2 separate regions of the Mus musculus genome follow, and region 2 is linked to region 1. Evidence: chromatin contacts called from public HiChIP or PLAC-seq data. All regions are on one chromosome and are shown on one strand. The core of a region is the stretch at or near the end of the contact, and the rest is flanking DNA. Distances in the headings are between cores, read along the strand shown.

The links. HiChIP or PLAC-seq counts read pairs in DNA pulled down with a chosen protein or histone mark.
Region 2: a contact with region 1 is called in an H3K4me3 HiChIP or PLAC-seq map of bone marrow-derived macrophages, with 2.7 times the contacts expected there. The contact joins the promoter of Pcyt1a here to the enhancer-like site in region 1. A contact is called at or near these places in 9 of 39 promoter capture datasets (the 3T3-L1 cell line, the HPC-7 cell line, HPC-7-derived erythroid cells and 4 more), 2 of 15 datasets of contacts at CTCF or cohesin (CD8 T cells and the G1E-ER4 cell line), 16 of 484 Hi-C or Micro-C datasets (CD8 T cells, the CH12 cell line, ECoMG myeloid progenitors and 11 more), 10 of 115 datasets of contacts at active chromatin or transcription factors (CD8 T cells, the HPC-7 cell line, bone marrow-derived macrophages and 5 more) and 4 of 9 other capture datasets (adipose tissue, liver, macrophages and 1 more).

Annotation. Positions count from the first base shown.
Region 1 is chr16:32,370,114-32,373,193 of GRCm38.p6, forward strand. Ubxn7 (UBX domain protein 7) reads left to right here. Exons shown (of 11, transcript NM_177633.4): 6 at 2,281-2,427. Among named protein-coding and RNA genes, the nearest start is that of Tm4sf19, 29 kb to the right of the region's middle. Within about 2 kb of position 1,433, at least 2 of the 459 cell types and tissues checked have an H3K27ac peak or open chromatin away from gene starts, as enhancers often do. A contact at or near this core is called in bone marrow-derived macrophages, where this site is marked.
Region 2 is chr16:32,429,519-32,432,598 of GRCm38.p6, forward strand. It overlaps Pcyt1a (phosphate cytidylyltransferase 1, choline, alpha isoform), which reads left to right and starts at 1,403. Exons shown (of 9, transcript NM_009981.4): 1 at 1,403-1,513.

The sequences.
Region 1 (3,080 bases), core at 183-2,682:
GGCAGAGGAAAACTTCCTGGGACTTGTAACTGTTAGGGGTTTTCTGTGTCCTCCACCTCTGAATAAAGACAGGAAGACTTATATTTATTAATTATTAATGCTTAAGGTTTTTGTGTAGGCCTCTTTCCAACTAGCTGTTATAACTTAAATTAACCCATATATGTTAATCTGTGTTCTGCCACATGGCTCATTAGTTACCTGTCTTTTAGTCCCTGTGTGCTTCTTCCTCTGTGTCTGACTCCCATAGTTCCTGTCTGCTGGAAGTCCCACCTATTCTCTCCTTCTTTGCTATAGGCTATCAGCATTTTATTAAACCAATCAGAGGATGATATAGGGGGTATTTATAAAATATGATGTAGCCAGAAATTAGCATTTGTATAATAAAAAACAGTCTTTATACAGTACACAAAAAGATAACCCCAAAAAGGGCAGGTGTAGTTGATTGTATCACCATAGTGAGAATATCTGTCATCAAGAAAACAACAAGGGCTAGAGATATGGCTTAGCAATTAAGATTATTTGTTGCTCTTGCAGAAGACCCAGGTTCAGTTCCCAGCACCCACATGGTGGCTTTTAACTGCAGTCCCAAGGGATATGATGCTTCCTTCTGGTCCCCAAAGCCAGGAGGCACGTACATATATACACTCAAACATATAAATCTTTAAAAACAAACAAACTTGATAAAAATTAAAACTATTATACCTTCAATATATTTGACATTTCTAGGGAAGGTTTGTTGAGGGGGAAGACTATTGCAGAAAATGGGCAGCACAGTTTCATAGGTGGGGCACAAGCAGCTAGCTAGAAGCCAAGATTCTTAGATTCTCTTCTCTGCTTTATGTACTAACTGAAGTTTCTAAAGGGGCAGAGTCATTAGACTATCGTGCATGTTATTGGCTGGGAGGGGGTGTGTGACGACTTCTTAGGTTAGCTTAATGGTAAAAGTTGGTGGTTCAACAATAGCTATCTGTATACTAGAGAAACAGAACACAGCAGCTGCTCAATCCAAGAAGCTATGTCTCAGCTATTCCACTCTGGTGCTGAAGGCTTACTAGGGAGCTGGAGTCTAATGATCCAATGACCACATGTGTACATGGAGAAAGAAATGGGCTTATGGACATATATACACTTCTTCCTCCAATTCCCATCCATCTAGTGGCTGGTGCTGGCTAACTTCAGAGTGGGCCTTTTTTTCCTACTCATGTGCCACAGATCTGTGCTTTCTGAAGTACAGCAAAGAGACAGGAACGTTTCACCAGTCCTGTATTTCTCCTAAACCAGTCAAGTTGACAGCCACCACAAGAATTAAACGTGTAAAATCGTACTGTATAATACCAAAAATTCTAGATATCATTTTAAAAGTTGTATTATTTACTTGCATATGTGTGTATAAATAAACATGCAATAGAAGTTGCCCCGGGGGCCAGCAGAGGGCATCAGATTTCCTTGAGCTGTGAGCTATTGGACATAGGTTGTAGGAACCAAATTCCATTTCTCCATGAGAGCATCAACTACTTTTTAACTTCTAGACTGCAGCCCAGCCTCTAGATATTTTTAAAACTATCCTTACTAATCATTGATAATTTCTTTTGGGGGAGACAGCAGGATGTGAGACAAGGTTTCTCTTTGTAGCCCTGGAACTCAGTATGTATTACATGTCTCTGCCTACACAGTGCGTTTAAGGTGTGTACCCTCTTAGAATTTGTTACAATATATTTTTATCATATTTATCCCCTATTTCTCTAACACACAGATTCACACTCAACCTGGGCATTCCTCTTAACTTTTGTAGCCCCTGTCTCTGCCTTGTCAACAACCATCAAGTCCAGTATGTGCTATTCTTACCCTGATGGTCCAGAGGACATCCACTGGAGCATGGTCACTCTACCAGGGATGATAGAATTGGTTCTCCCTGCCCCAGCAGCCATCATCTGTCAGTAGCTCCTCAGTTGGGGACTCATATCTTTTCCTTCATACCCCAGGCTAGAATGTTGTCCTGTCATGGTCCGGAAGATAAATGTTGTAGTCTGGTCCTCTCCAATGTCTGGCTCTTAAAACTTTAACTCTCTCTTTCATGATGGTCCCTAAGCCTAGCGCTAGGAGGGACAGTACTCTAGATGTCCCATGTGTGCCTGAGCACGCCACTGATGCTTGTCTCCTCACTTTGGCCAATTGTGAATTTATGTATTAACCACTGTGCTCTGCACAGAGAACTGATGAGTCCTCAGTGTCATTTTTAAAAGTGTGCTAAGTGTCTATATGGAAATTTTACTCTTACAGGCCAAAGAGTGTGGCCAGATGCAGAATAAGTGGCTGATGATAAACATTCAAAATGTACAAGACTTTGCATGCCAGTGCCTCAACCGTGATGTATGGAGCAATGAAGCTGTGAAGAATATTATCCGGGAACATTTCATTTTCTGGCAGGTGAGAACAACAGTTAATTAAAGCTTTCTTAGTATTTGTTTTTATAGTATAGGATGTTGTAGAGGCAGAATGGGGCTATAAACTGGAAAAAGTGAGTTCAATCATACTTCAGGAGCACCTTGACAAGACTATCTACAGCTCCACAGCTCAGTAGAAACATAGTTTAAGCCACACAGTTGACATTTCTCTAGAAGTACCATCTGAAAAAAATTCAAGGGAAAAGGGAAATTAACTTTAATCATATGTTTTAAGTCAATGTATGATAGAACATTAACATTTTAGTGGCATTATGTTTCTGTTTAACTGTGTGTGTTAAATTCTCAAAGTAAGGTATGTATTTCATGCTTATAGCACATGCCACCTTAAATTAGACTATTTTATCTATTTAATAGCTATATAAGGCCACTGGCTGTGTGTAAAAGATCTTAGGGCGCTCGGGAAATATTAAGATATGTTTTCTAGCCTGTGTTTTTTACTCTTTTACTGTTTGTTCTTAACATAGTATTCCTAAGTATTCCAGCTATAATAGCTTTTTGTATAAATTATCTAGTTAAAACAGGTAGCCTACCTGTCATAGTTTGGGTTTTATTCTATGATGAGACACCATAACCAAGGCCACTCTTATAAAGGCAAACTTTTTTTTTGTTTTTGTT
Region 2 (3,080 bases), core at 153-2,652, 59 kb after region 1:
AAAAGATTCCTAGGTTTCTATGTTAGCTACAGTCTAAACTACTACCTTTGTGATGCCCATCTTCCCCAGAGAGGCCCTTGGTGTCTCCTCCAGCTACGAAGTCCTTTTTTGGGGGCATTTTATCTGCCAAGTCCAAATACCTATTTGAACTTAAGTGTGTGTGCTAGCTTTTAATCATTTTTCTCCTTAGAAGCACCTCAGCAGATGCACAAGTTCACCCATCCTCTTTCCTCTCAGTTATCTTCAAGTAAAAAATGCAAACAAATACATAAAAGTCTACCCCCACCCCCCCCATCTTTCTCCTGTAGAGTTTTCTTCCCACTTGCCTTACAGCTACAGAATTGCACAGGGTGTGGCGGCTAATGACCGCACTCTAGAGTCTGAGGCAGGAGGTCCACTGCAAATTCAAGGCCGGCATGGGACAAATAGTAAGGTCCAGGCCAGTCTCGGCAACAGTAAAGGCCATGTCTGATAGTTACTTTTAATTCCCCTCAAAAAGTCTGGAGAGAGAGTTCAGTGGTTAAGAGTTAAAAGCACTTACTGTTCAATTAAGACTAGAATTAGCCCGGCAGTGGTGGTGCACGCCTTTAATCCCAGCACTGGGGAGGCACAGGCAGGTGGATTTCTGAGTTCGAGGCCAGCCTGGTCTACAGAGTGAGTTCCAGGACAGCCAGGGCTACACAGAGAAACCCTGTCTCGAAAAAACGAAAAAAAAAAAAACAAAAAACAAAAAACAAAAAACCAAAAAACCAAAAAAAACAAAACCCACTAGAGTTCAGGTCCCAGCACCCAGGTATTCACAAAGGCCCGTTAACTCTAGCTCCAAGACATGTCACCCCATTTATGGCCTCCGTGGACACACAAAATCTTAGAAGTGTGTTGTGTGTGTGTGTGTGTGGGGGGGGGGGACTCGGCCAAACAAAATCCCCCAAAAGCTCACCGTAGGAAGTTCGTTCCCTAGACTACAGCCTCCTTGTCTGTGCATTTTTGCCCTCGCCTCTACTCCTGCTCCACTACTTCCCGGGTCGATTTCTAGGCTCGTTTTCTGATGAGTCAACCCAGGTCCGAATAACTGGCAGACAGAGGATGAGCTCAGACCCGAGCTCGCCTGACCGAGCCGGCGGGCTCGAAGTCCTCGGGGAGGTCGGACATCGGAGCCCCAGCCCTGCGGAGAAGGCGAGGGGCAGCGGGCGCAGGGGACGCCGGGAGACCGGCGGCAGGAGGCGCCACACATCCGGAATTCCGAGCCCGCCGACCCCGCGCCTGCCTCCAGCGCTTCGGCTCAGTCACCCCACGCGCCCGGCCCCTCTGGAAGCGGAACTACTCTGTCAGGTTGTGGTTTTCAGGAATGCGGAGGTGGCATTGACAAGAGGGCGGGCGGGAGGCGGGACTTCCGGTCCGCAGTCCGGTCAGATGTTTCCCGGGCGTCTCCCCGCAACCCATTTGACTTCGCTAGTCGGTGACGCGGCGCGGGGAAGGGATCCGAGGGGGACCGGAGCCTGGAGGAGTTGAGGTAAGGAAACTCCGGGTAGTGGGTGCTTTGCGAGGACAAAGGCGGGCTGGGAGCGTGAGGGGGCTGCGACTGAAGAGTGGGCCAGTGACAGCTAGGGAAAGTGTGAAGCAGGAGGCTACTGTGACCGAGGTACAATGACAGCCAAGAGGACTGTGACCCAGGGGTGGCCGCTTGTGAGGGGTCTGTGACCCCCGGAGCAGTAAATGCGAGGGACTCTGACCTCGGAGAGCACGAGGCAGAGGCTGCGACGGGACCATGACCGAGTAAGTATGCAGCAGTGACTACCCGGGGACTGACTGATCGATGGATAGTGACTGAGGGGATTGATCCGAGGGACCATGAAGCAGCGGCTGCGAGGGCGCGCTCACCGACAAGCAGCGACTTTGAGGGCTGACTTGGAGGAGAATGTAAGATCAGGAATTGGGGGTGGTGCTTTGCACTTGTGTTTGTGTACAAAGTGTGAGTGAATGAGCGAGGGACCCACCCGGCACAGGTCTTACGAAGAAACCGCACTGGTGTGAGACCAGACCAGAGTTTGAATTTTACGGGCAAACTTCCGTGGGTGAGAAACTTAGTTCACCACTGAGCTAGTGTCTTCGTCAGTAAGCGGAAAGTTCAGAGTTGGATTATGCCACCCAACTCTGAGTCCCAGTTTACTATTGGGCTGTGAAGACAGTTTAGTTGGATGGCAACTAACTAAATACAGACAACTGGTCTACAATAGAAATCCCCGCTGTGTTCACATAGTAAGGATTTATAAAATAGGTTTCAGGTGTGTTTGCAATGATGCTATAAAGTTAGCTTCCTACATCTTACTACGTATGCAGTAAACGAGCTAAAGTTTGAAAACTGGGTGTGGTGATACACAACTAGAATTCAGACACCCAGGAGGCTGAGACAAGTATTTTCAGTTGGGCTTAAAAATTTTGGTGGACTTAAAGTGTTTTGGTTTTGTTTCTTTGCTCTTGCTTGTGAGTTTGTTTCTTCAAGTCAAGGTGTCTCTATGTAGCCCTGGTTGTCCTGGAACTCCCTCTGTAGACCGGGCTGGCCTTGAACTCAGAGATCTGCCTATTTCTGCCTCACCAGTGCTGGCTCTGAGGCATTAATACAGGATCTCACTATGTATAGCCACTGACCTGGAACCATCTAGACCAGGGTGGCCTTGAACTCACAGAGACTCCTGGCCTCTGCCTCAAGATTAAAGGTGCATGCCACCATGTCTAGCTTTTTGCTGTTGTTGCTTTTTTAGTTTGAGAAGTAGTGGGTTTGGATTATTTGAGGTTTTTCTTTCTGTAATGATTCTATGATTAAGGAACTGCAGAGAAGTAAGTGTAGAGTGAGTTAGGAACTGGGACCTGTGCTGGCCACAGGCTCCAACAGATGGCCTTAACTGGAGAAAGCTATTTGACCGTAATCAAGATAGCTAGTTATGATTGAGGACTAAAACACAATTTTTGTTGGGAGAGCCAAAAGCTATATTGAAATAGGGATGGTGATAGTTATAGAAGCAATAAGGATATAGGCGTTTGTTGTGGAGAAACTGCCAGGAATAGGCATTGAGGAAGGA